Regions from separate parts of the Mus musculus genome. Here regions 1 and 2 are each linked to region 3. Evidence: chromatin contacts called from public Hi-C data. All regions are on one chromosome and are shown on one strand. Each heading gives the region's core, a stretch centred on a gene start, on an enhancer-like site or on the middle of the called end of the contact. The rest is flanking DNA. Distances are from core to core; before and after follow the strand shown. Region 1 has its middle 48 kb from the start of Gm39242. Region 2 overlaps Gm39242 (a long non-coding RNA gene). Region 3 has its middle 190 kb from the start of Gm39242.

Region 1 (3,328 bases), core at 248-2,747, 150 kb before region 3:
AGGAGGGGCTCTGCCATCTGACCTGCAGTCCAGGCTCTAGGTAGTTACCTCTTGCCTTCGCTCATTTACTGCCTGTTTGTGTCTTTGAGGAGCTCAAACCAATGTTGGGAATGGGTTCAGAGATGTGGGCAATGCTGTCATGGCAGAAACTGCTTCCCAGTTCCTTTGCCGCTGCCGCCACCACCAACATCGTCCTCCTCCTCCTCCTTCTTTTTACTAACCTTCTTTCTTTCCAAAACAACCCATACAAAGGTTCGACTGCTCAACTGTGAATCAAGAAGGATGTGTCTGTGTCAAGACACAACAAAGAGGAGGTGCCCAGGTTTGGGCTTCTGATGGCTTCAGAGTTAGGGACAGTGGCATATTTCAGGAAAGAGCCTGGAAGCAACTCTCTGGTCAGGGTCACCAGTCAGGCTCACTGGTATCCAAAGAGTCCTCACTTCCACCTGCTCAGGAAGCTTTTCTTTCTTCCTTCCTTCCTTCCTTCCTTCCTTCCTTCCTTCCTTCCTTCCTTCCTCCCTCCCTCCCTCCCTCCCTCCCTCCCTCCCTCCCTCCCTCTCTCTCTTTCTCTCTTTCTTTCTTTCTTTCTTTCTTTCTTTCTTTCTTTCTTTCTTTCTTTCTTTCTTTTTTTCTTCCTTCCTTCCTTCCTTCCTTCCTTCCTTCCTTCCTTCCTTCCTCCCTCCCTCCCTCCCTCCCTCCCTCCCTCCCTCCCTCTCTCTCTCTCTTTCTTTCTTTCTTTCTTTCTTTCTTTCTTTCTCAGAGAAAGCAAAGACTCAGACCTCCACAATTGGCTGATATGATATCACTAGTTCTCAGGTGTTAAAACACAACTCCTAATTTGCATTGGGCAAACCCTCTGGATTTTAAAACTAGTTTAGTCTTGATTTCCTGGCTTGCGTTGTTTCCTTTCAACACACACCTGCTAAATAAGATGTCTTCGTTAACACGAATTAAGAATGCTTTGTTCCTTTACAGCTTTGTGAATGAAGTTTTAGAAATGTGTTAGCATTTTTTTTCTAAAATAAGCTCCTTAAAAATATACAAATTCTTAGACATGAAACTAAAGAAAAATCTCTAGGCTTATGTGTGAAAAATATTTCTCTGTCTCTGTCTCTGTCTCTGTCTTTGTCTCTCTCTCTCTCTCTCTCTCTCTCTCTCTGTGTGTGTGTGTGTGTGTGTGTGTGTGTGTGTGTGTGAGAGAGAGAGAGAGAGAGAGAGAGAGAGAGAGAGAGAGAGAGAGAGAGATATGGGCTTTAATCATCACTGTACTTAGAAACATTAAAAGACCAAAGGAAACTTGTTTTTCATTGTAAGGAAAGGAACCGGAAACACTAGCAACATGTAAATATTGTTTCCTGGTAAGTTATAATCACATTACTCTTGGGTTACATGTTAGACCATGCTGATACCAAAAGACCACTTCCCAGTGGTGTCATTGCTTTGGGAGGCAGAGATAGGCGAGATCTAGCCCATGCAGTGACTAGGGTAGAACTGGCTTCTTTTACAAACAGGCATTTGGTTTTGTTGTTTGTTTGCTTCCGGACCCTCTCGTGTTCTAGTTGAACTCTTAGGCAAGATTCCTTAGACACAGACACTTCATGAATATCAGGCCCATGTTTCTCTGCCTACTGTTAATCTTACAGGAAGAGCCAAGGTAGAGTTGAGGTTTGTGGAAAAAAGTACCAGCCTCATCATCATATGGAAACAATAAGAATCAAGTTGCCACACTTCGTAAATCAGGCTCATTTTATCTTATGTTCTTTTGTTCGTTTTTGATTTTACACTTTTACGATGAACACACTTGGTTTGTTGAATGTACGCTGGAGACAGGAGCCTCCGTGGTTCCAGAATGTCCACTAGTGGGCGCTGCAGTGCTACCAACATTGTATGTATGAGTCTATATTTTTAATCCGAGCACAGTATTAAAGAAAAAAAAAAATCACAGAGTAAATGGTGAGTTTTCATCCCTTCATAGCAGCTTTCCTGTCAAGAAAGACACCAAAAATATAGCTGGAAGATGCTATCTGCTGAAATTATTTACTAAAATTTTAGAACAGAATGGCAGGGTGGGGATCTGTCCCGTTTCTGCCAACATTCATTTATATTTGCAAATTGTCACGTTTATTCTTGTTTGATAGGCATGGACTCTGAGTTCACATTATGCAGAAAAAAAAGGTACTTAATGGCCTAGTCCAAAATTAACACTACTCATTAGGCGAACACCCTGCCTTTTTTTTCTATCAAAGAAAGGCCGTTCATGTGTTCGGTCTATATGATTTTGAGTAGGAAGCAGTACGCGTTTGGGGCTAAGATGTCTGTTTGATATTTAGAGGCGAATTTGATGCTTTAATAAGGGAATCCTCTGTCTCCCTCATCCATCATCCCGCATCTTCATCCATCCAAACACCACTGTAAAGTTGTCAGAGCCTTTTCCATATTCAGTACTTGTATAAATAATGGCTGCTGTGATTTGAGGAAAAAAAAAGGCGGTGTGCATTTCCCAGTGATGTTATATATCTGATCACAGCCCTGGCGACACCTCAGAGGTTTTGTTTAAGCTTGCTGCAGCCTCGTGCATATCATTTAAGTCCTAGAGTCAAAGACCATTTTGTATGTTGACCATTATTGTGGTTAGTACTTGCTGAAATCAGTTTTGTAATGGTGGTGGTGATGGTGTGTGTGTGTGTGTGTGTATGTGTGCACGCTCTAGCGCATGCATGTGTGTGTGTATATATGTTTATGTGTGCATGTGTATGTATGCATATATGTGTGTATGTGTATATGTGTGTGCGCATGTGTGTGTGCACATGTGCATACCTGTGTGTTGTACAGCACGGATAGAACACAGCCTTTGCCTGATCATTTCATTTTTTTTTTTTATCATTGCCCATCACTTTTTCTCCTCTACTCTGCTGTCTTAGGGATTATGCAGGTTCAGTGCAATATTCTGAAATTAATCAAAGCAAGCAAAACCCCATGCCTTATTATCCATGGTGGGGGAGAGAGAGAGGCTTCCAGGACCCACAGAGCTTTGTGATGCCGGCCAGTTGTATAACTAGAATTTTATACATTATCTTATATATATATATAAAGAGGCTCTGGTTTTCACACAATGAAACCCTTTCATGTTAAGTTGTCCAGGCAGTGGATGGCTGCGTGTGTCAGTGACAAAGGCTTGCGATTTAACTGATGCATTGTACCCTGTTCCTTATTTAAATGAGGAACTCATGAGGGTGTGTGTGTGTGACAATATCCAATATCCATTTTTTTCTTTTCTTTCTTTCTTCTTTTTATTTTTAAGCTTAGCAGACCAACTCTAAGTCCCTAA
Region 2 (3,811 bases), core at 1,053-3,552, 200 kb before region 3:
AGTTGTGCCTTTAGCCTCCATGATTCTCTTTTTTTGAGGGTTGAACCAGTTATTTTAGAACCAGTCTGTTTCTGCTTGCATGTGAAAAATTATTTAAATTAGGGTATGTGGCCATCCATTCATATCTGTGGCTTCTGTATTCGTGGGCTTCAACAGCATACAAAAAAATTAGGGAAAGAGTTGTATCTGCTATAGGCAGGTATAGACTGTTCTTGTCATAATTTTTGAAACAGTGCACTGCAGGATCTGTTCACACAGCAATCTACACATGAGTTAAATATACAGGGGGGTGGGCTGAGGGGGAACCTCGGTCTAAGGTAGAGAGCATATGTATGTATTGCCATTTTTGTTTACTTTTCCTCCCTCCCTCCCTCCCTGCTTCCCTCCCTCCCTTTCCCTTTTTTCCTTTTTTCTTTTTTTCCCTTTTTCCCCCTTTCCCCCTTTCCCCCCTTTTCCCTTTCCCTTTTCCTTTTCCTTCCTTCCTTTCTCTCTTTCTCTCTTTGTTCCTTTCTCTCTCCCTCTCTCTCTTAGACATAGTTTCTCTATGTAGCCCAGGCTGGCCTAGAATTCACAATGTAACTCAGAATGGCCTCCAACTCCCTGTTTTTCTCCTGCCTCAGCCTCCCAGTGCTGAGATTACAGGTCCTACTTATTTTGCTATTTAGAAGTTTATTTTTATAGTGCGTGTGCATGTGTGCATGTATGTGTGTGTGGGAGTATGTATATGTGTGTATATGTGTATGTGTGTGTGCATGTGTGTGTATGTGTGTATATGTATATATTTGTATGCATGTGCATGTGAGTATGTATGTGTGTACATGTGTATATCTGTATGCATATATGTATGTGTGTATGTATGTGTACATGTATGTGTGCATGCATGTATGTGTATGTATGTGTGTGTGCCTGTGTGTGTGTATGTGTGTGTACACATATACACTGGTACTTATATGAAGGTTAGAGGAGAACTTTCTGGAATTGGTTCTGCCGTGTGGGTTTTGACATTGAACTTGAGGTAACAAACCTGGTGGCAAGCACCTTTATCTTGATGTGCTGCTCTTTAAAATGTTGCTGTTGTTGACACATCACTCCGCCATTTCTTATGACTCCAGCAGAGGTAGATTTGGCTGTGGAAGGTGTATTCTGGGGTTGCCTCCAGAGAATACTGTAATTTATTTTTGTGGTACTGAAATGCTATCTTTCATAATGATTCCATCTTTTGTTTTTCTAGTACCTGGAATCGAACCTAGGACCTTGTACATGCTAGGATGTGCTGTGCTTCCCAGCTGCATCTCTAGTTTGCCCATACCCTTTACAGGATAATTTGTATATGAATTTACCCAGCTTGGCCTTCTCCTACCTCAGCCTCATGATTGCAGCTACGATTGCAGACCTGTAAGACCGGGCCCAACTTCTGTCTCCTTCCAACTGCTTAAAAGACATGGTCCCTAAAAAGCAAATGATGATTTTTTAACGGAAGCAACTTTCATGCTGTATAGCCAGAGAAAGCAACATCATCAGAGACCCTCCTGTGTTATTCATAAATGAGAAGACATTTAAAGCAGCAGTTCTCAACCTTTGGGGGTGACCCCTTTATGGGTGGGTGGGGGCTAACAGTCTTTCACAGGGGCTACCTAAGACCATCAGAAAACATGGATATTTACCTTAGGATTCATAACAGTAGCAAAATTACAGTTATAACATAGCAACGAAAGTAATTTTTTGGGTTGGGGGGCCGTCACCACCATACAAGGAACTGTATTAAACAGTCAAAGAATTAGGAAGGGTGAGAACCCCTGATTTAAACTTAGTTTATGTGATCAAATTCTGTGTCTGCCACAGGGCCTCTTTGTAAACTGGGATCTGCCTTTGGACTTAAGTTCCTTGTAGTCCCCGAATCTTTGGGCCCCATATCAAGCATCTCTTTTTAAAAAATGGAGAAAAGCACGCGTCTGCATGTTTTCACCACCCGGGATGAGTGTTCCTAGGGAAGATAACTCGGGCGGAGTTACCAGTGCCCTCTCCCTTATTCTTTCTGGAATTCATTAAGTTAATATACTGTTGCCTGCATGGGGCACCTTCTTTGATGGCGAGTACAGTTAAATGCCTATTTAGGCATGTCACTGACTATCTGATGCAAGGGGGTGCACGGAGTGTGGCTGGCTGTGGGGGAAGGGGGAGGGGGAAAAGGGGTGTCGCGCTCTATATTTTTTTTTTCCCCTTCAAAATACTTCTCAGCAATCCCTTGCAGCTGGCAGAAGGCTAAGGTTTCTCACACTCTGAAAGGAAGTCAGGCCATAAATAACCCAGGCAGGCACACCTGGAAAGAATAATGCTTTTTTTCTAGGCTGTCCACTGTGTTGAGGATGGATGCCAGTCCAGTGAGCATGCGCACATGGCACGGAAGACTGTGCAAATGCCACGTTCAGATGAAGCCGGGGGGGGGGGGGGGGGGAAATGTTTCCGTTTTTAATCTCCAAGCTTCTAGCTCTCGGTTGAAGGGAGAAAAATGAAGAAAGATGTTTGTGGAACGTTAACACCGTGCCTTCTTCTTCAGCATGGTGGGTTCCCTTCCCCTAGAAACAGACATTGTGGAACTGTTCAGTGCTTGTAAGGATTGTTGCAATTAGGGATGGGGTTCGGAGGGCAAAGATAAGCAACACTTTCTTCATCCAGAACACAGAACAACAGCTTGTGTTGGGCTGAGAGGTAGCTCAGTCAGTAAGTGCTTAGTACATTACCCAGCATGCATGGGGGCAAACAGTGTGGTGGCACATGCTTGTAGTGCATTGGGAGTGGGGCGTGGGGGTGGGTGAAGACAGGATGACTCCTAAGGCTTAAAAGGCAGCCAGTTTAGCACACTTGTAAACTCCAGGTTGAGTGAGAGACTCTGCCTCAAAATAAAGGTGGAGAAAGTTGAGGAAGATAGCTAACCTTGTGTTCTGGCTTCCATGCATATACCCCATCCCTGCATACAAGAAGATGTCTACAAACAAAACAATGGAAAACAAAAAAACAAAAGAGCACCCAGTGACTAAGCAGTTCTCCATCCTTTAAGGTGACACGGAATGCTCTGTCAGTGTGGTAAATATAGGCCTGTTGGGGATCATGGTGCTTCTGTGGGGCCACACTTGACTGCGGATACTAGCTGTGAGGTTCAGCTCATCCGCTGTGGGGCTTACACAGCTTTTAAACTGAAGTATCCCACCCTCCCCAGGAGCAAGCTGAAACCAGTCAGCTGTACTGCCTGCGCTCCTTTTGTCTGTAAAGTGTGCATCCTGTCTCTTTTCCTTGCACACTTGGTTCGTGTAGAGGCCATGGAAGAGGATGAAATGAGCTATACACATCCACAGTGGGTGTCCAGGTAGAATATTCACTTCCTAGGCAACTCATTCCTCACCCTGGTCACTTTGTCTTCACTCTCAGGTCCAGATGGTAAAGAAATCTCTCTCATGTTTAGCCTCCCTCAGCACTTACAGATGGAGCACTCCCTGTGAACTGACTGCTTACGGCCTGTTATAGCGCCCATGGATGGCAAGTGGGAGCCGAGTCTCATTCTTCCCTGCTTCTTCAGTTGACCCTTCCCACGGTTAATTGAGATTCACGTGCGGGTCTCCAGGACCAAACCACTGCATTAGTGCACTCCTGAACAGAGAACTTCAGACCTTGACATCCCAGAGAGCCTGGGAGAGGTCCCTGTGGGACCCACCACTGCTTTTTTAGCTAGATTCTTTCCAAAATCTAGGTTGTGCATCCTGGTATGAGGTGCAGTGGAGATGGGCGTGAAGGAGGAATTACTAAGTATTTATTA
Region 3 (3,430 bases), core at 889-3,388:
CTCTCCAGCTCTGGATAAGCCATTGTTTTAGACCATTAGTTGTCTCAACTGCAATGTGGGCTTCATATACCTACACCAGGATTGCCATGTGTCATAAATACAATTATGGGAAGAAGAACGTTTTGAGTAGGGGACTTTGCCACATGAAAGTGTTGAATGTCTTTTATTCTCTATCCCTGATTTTTTTTTCTTGGTTTCTTAATTAGCAGTGTGCTTTTGCATGGTTGGGATTTGGGCTGAAGTGTATCTTAGTGAATGCTTTGTAAAATTGGGAGCCTCTTGGGGTCCCCACCAATTCCTTCCCTATATCCCTTCCCTATAGAAGTTGGCCCTGAACCCTGGGTGTGGTTGTTGAGGTACAGTAGTGACAACCTACCGATGCTTATGACCTAATGGTGCTTCTGTGACAGAAGGAAAATTTACTGACACACTGCTGTGTGGACAGCAGTGCCATGTAACCTTTTAGCATTTGGGGGTTCTTATTGCATCTGCCTGGGTTATCTGGCTCCCAACCTTCCCATTGAAGAAAAGAAAAAAAAAAAAGAATTTAGAAGTCTGGCATTGGGCTGGTGAGATGGCTCAGTGGGTAAGAGCACCCGAAGGTCCAGAGTTCAAATCCCAGCAACCACATGGTGGCTCACAACCATCTGTAATGAGATCTATATCAGTGAGCAACTGTGGAGAGCTGTGCTGAGAGGGCCCTGTGATAGCCTCGTGGGCTGTTCCAGAATGTTCTCTGTTCCATTCAGCGATCTATCCACACCCTCCTACAATTTGAGTTCCTCATCGAGCCTCATCCGAATTTAGTTTTCCTAGAGTCTGATGGAAGACTGGAGCCACCCAGTTGAATCACTTTCTTGGGGCCTTTGACCTAAAGAGATTACATTTCATTGGGTAGGTAGGTGAGCACTATATGATCAGCCTGCCGTCACAGGACAAAAATCATATTTTTATGTGATGTTGCTGCGTTAAAAGGGCCAATCTTGTGTCATGTAACATGTGAATAATGGCCATAGCTTGTGATGTCAAAATTTTCCACGCGCCTCATAAATAAATCTAGCCACACCCCCATCCCCCGCCCCCCCACCCCCACCCCCCAGCCACTACCCCAAGGCTCTCCAGTTTGGAACCTCGGTTTGCATCACAGATTAAGCATGCTTTTGGAGTCAAGGTTAAAGGTACAGTATCCGCTTTCAAAAGCCACATGTCAGTGTCTGCTGAAGATAATAAATAACATTGGGAACAGGCTCCCACTTGCCAAGGCTCCCCCTCCTCTTCTTTCTCCCTGTTCCTCTCTTTCTCTCTAACTTTGCCAAAGGTCTGATCCCTTTGGGGGTGGGGGGAAACCAACAAAGATGCTATATTTAGGCCAAGATTTGATGATATGTTCTTTAAAAAAAAAATTACTTAAGATCCCTTGGGGGGGTGGGGGAAACATCACACAGCCACCTTATCCAGTGGTCCTCAAGAGTGAAGAAGCCAGACAGCATGACAACTACAATTAGTATTTCCTCAGAGCCCAGCGCTGTGGTTTTAGTCACCAGAACTGTGCTTTTATTTCGGCCATTTGGTCTGCATGGGAACCTGAAATACGAAACCTGAAATATGGACATACGGACGGCCTTTGCTGAGGAGTGGCTGGCTGCTCTGTCCTTGTACTAGAGTGACCAGCCCAAGTAGCTTCAGCAATTAGTTCCCATCCCTGGGTCTCATTCCCTGGGCCTTGCTTTGGAGAGAGAAGTAAAGGCACGGAGGAGATTTTCTGCAAATTCCACATTTGCCAGGCTACCCCCTTGCCTCCAAGAAAGAATTTGTTGTTGTTGTTGTTTTTCCAGTTCACAGTGAATGAGGAGAACCAGGGCATAGAGGGCAGGAGTTTGGCTGAACATCCCTGGAAGCTCAGCTTCCACCCTCACCCCGTCCCCACCCCTGCCCCCACCCCCTCAGCTGCACCCCTCCGTCTCTCGCTTCCCCTTCGCACTTCACAGACAAAGGCAGCATCTTCTCAGATAATGCCGCGTGTGTCAGAAGTGAACATTCTGGGAATGTGCGGGTCACCTGGTCTGTGTAACAGACGCCAACCCCAAACCATACAGAAGTCGCTACATCTGTTTTGGCTTTGTTCGCAGCGCCGAGGGGCGGGGGGTGCACTCCATGGTCAAGGGCCAAACTACATGTCATATTTCATTACCTTCATTAGCTACTACACAGAGGGCTGCATTCACAGGAAAGGTTGGCATTAACTCTTGAGCCGCCAGCCTTTTCCAAGGCGGGCTTTCGCCTTCATCCACGGTCCACAGTTCTCCATCCCTCCGTGCTGTGGGCGCTGATTGAACTAAACTGTAAATCAGCCTGTAGCGCCACGATTTCGCCCTTTTAACTTAAAGGAGGCGAGCTACTGTTTTCTCCTAGGTAGCTACTTCCAGGCTGGCGGAACATCTGGATCCCATTAGGGGGAATGCTAGTGTAAACCCAGTGGGGGAAAGGCATATTTAGAATTAATAAAACTTTCTTCTCTGAGTTTGTCCACAGTTGTCCTTTTCTTTTTCCACCGCACATTACTCCTGTGATTTAGGGGGACCAGCTCCTTTTTCCATTTCAGTGTTGAGATAAGATCACGTTTATTGCCGCCCAGATATTTCCGTGGGATTTTTCTTGGCGTGCTTATTGAGATGGCACTGTGCTCACATGGTCACCCCCTGTTCTCCTCCAGGAAAGAGAAGCCTTCCCCCCCCCCATATTGATGTTACATTTCTTGAGGCCCCCTTTAATGGCCTGAAATAAAGGTGGGTACATAGATAGAGCAGATCTTGAGTATCTATGGCTATGAAAGCCATCTGCTTTTGTGATGCCGGTGGGATATATCACGATGCCACTCAAAATCACCTGCAGGCAGCACATGCTATTATTTAATATTATGAAGAATGGCCCATTGGCCGACATAGGTCAGCACACACCTGGATGGTGGTATTAGGGAGCCTGGAATTTTGGTTTTTTTTTTATGTGGGCCCTGCCACTGATTTATCGCCTGGCATTTGTCCATCTGTAAACGAGATGGTTTGCAAGCTAAATGCATGCTGATCACATTACCAGGGTTCTGGGAGCTCCAGTGACTGCCTGCCTGGTGCTTTGAAAGCCTCCCCCGCCCTCCCAAGCGCCCCCCTCTCCCGCCACTAAAGACAATGATTTAGAATCTCACACTGTTTAGAGCACCTACCTACTCTTTTGTTCTCACTAACTGGTACTTGCAAGATGCGAGCAAGGCGTTCCCAAGCATGATCTGCACACCACCAGAGTGGGCTTTGTTGAAAGTATGAATCCCCAGGAAGGGAAGATCGCTCAGTGAGTAAGAATACTTGCTGTCTGAGCATGAGGGCCTTAGTTTAGATATCCAGCATTTGTGTAAGAAGCTGGGATATGGCTACACATG

What was found. A called contact is a pair of places that touch in the nucleus more often than the background predicts.
Region 1: a contact with region 3 is called in a Hi-C map of cranial neural crest, with 6 times the contacts expected there. The contact joins two enhancer-like sites. A contact is called at or near these places in 11 of 484 Hi-C or Micro-C datasets (the N1E-115 cell line, cranial neural crest, embryonic fibroblasts and 5 more), 2 of 115 datasets of contacts at active chromatin or transcription factors (differentiating embryonic stem cells and embryonic stem cells) and 2 of 9 other capture datasets (embryonic tail and embryonic trunk).
Region 2: a contact with region 3 is called in a Hi-C map of embryonic limb bud, with 2.8 times the contacts expected there. The contact joins two enhancer-like sites. A contact is called at or near these places in 10 of 484 Hi-C or Micro-C datasets (cranial neural crest, differentiating embryonic stem cells, embryonic limb bud and 2 more), 4 of 115 datasets of contacts at active chromatin or transcription factors (craniofacial prominence, differentiating embryonic stem cells, embryonic limb bud and 1 more) and 3 of 9 other capture datasets (embryonic stem cells, embryonic tail and embryonic trunk).

What each region holds. Positions count from the first base shown.
Region 1 is chr8:107,880,179-107,883,506 of GRCm38.p6, forward strand. No RefSeq gene overlaps it. Among named protein-coding and RNA genes, the nearest start is that of Gm39242, 48 kb to the left of the region's middle. Within about 2 kb of position 1,498, at least 3 of the 459 cell types and tissues checked have an H3K27ac peak or open chromatin away from gene starts, as enhancers often do.
Region 2 is chr8:107,825,584-107,829,394 of GRCm38.p6, forward strand. It overlaps Gm39242 (a long non-coding RNA gene), which reads right to left. Exons shown (of 3, transcript XR_879158.1): 2 at 1,361-1,448. Among named protein-coding and RNA genes, the nearest start is that of Gm39242, 6.8 kb to the right of the region's middle. Within about 2 kb of position 2,303, at least 8 of the 459 cell types and tissues checked have an H3K27ac peak or open chromatin away from gene starts, as enhancers often do. A contact at or near this core is called in embryonic limb bud, where this site is marked.
Region 3 is chr8:108,025,558-108,028,987 of GRCm38.p6, forward strand. No RefSeq gene overlaps it. Among named protein-coding and RNA genes, the nearest start is that of Gm39242, 190 kb to the left of the region's middle. Within about 2 kb of position 2,139, at least 36 of the 459 cell types and tissues checked have an H3K27ac peak or open chromatin away from gene starts, as enhancers often do. A contact at or near this core is called in embryonic limb bud, where this site is marked.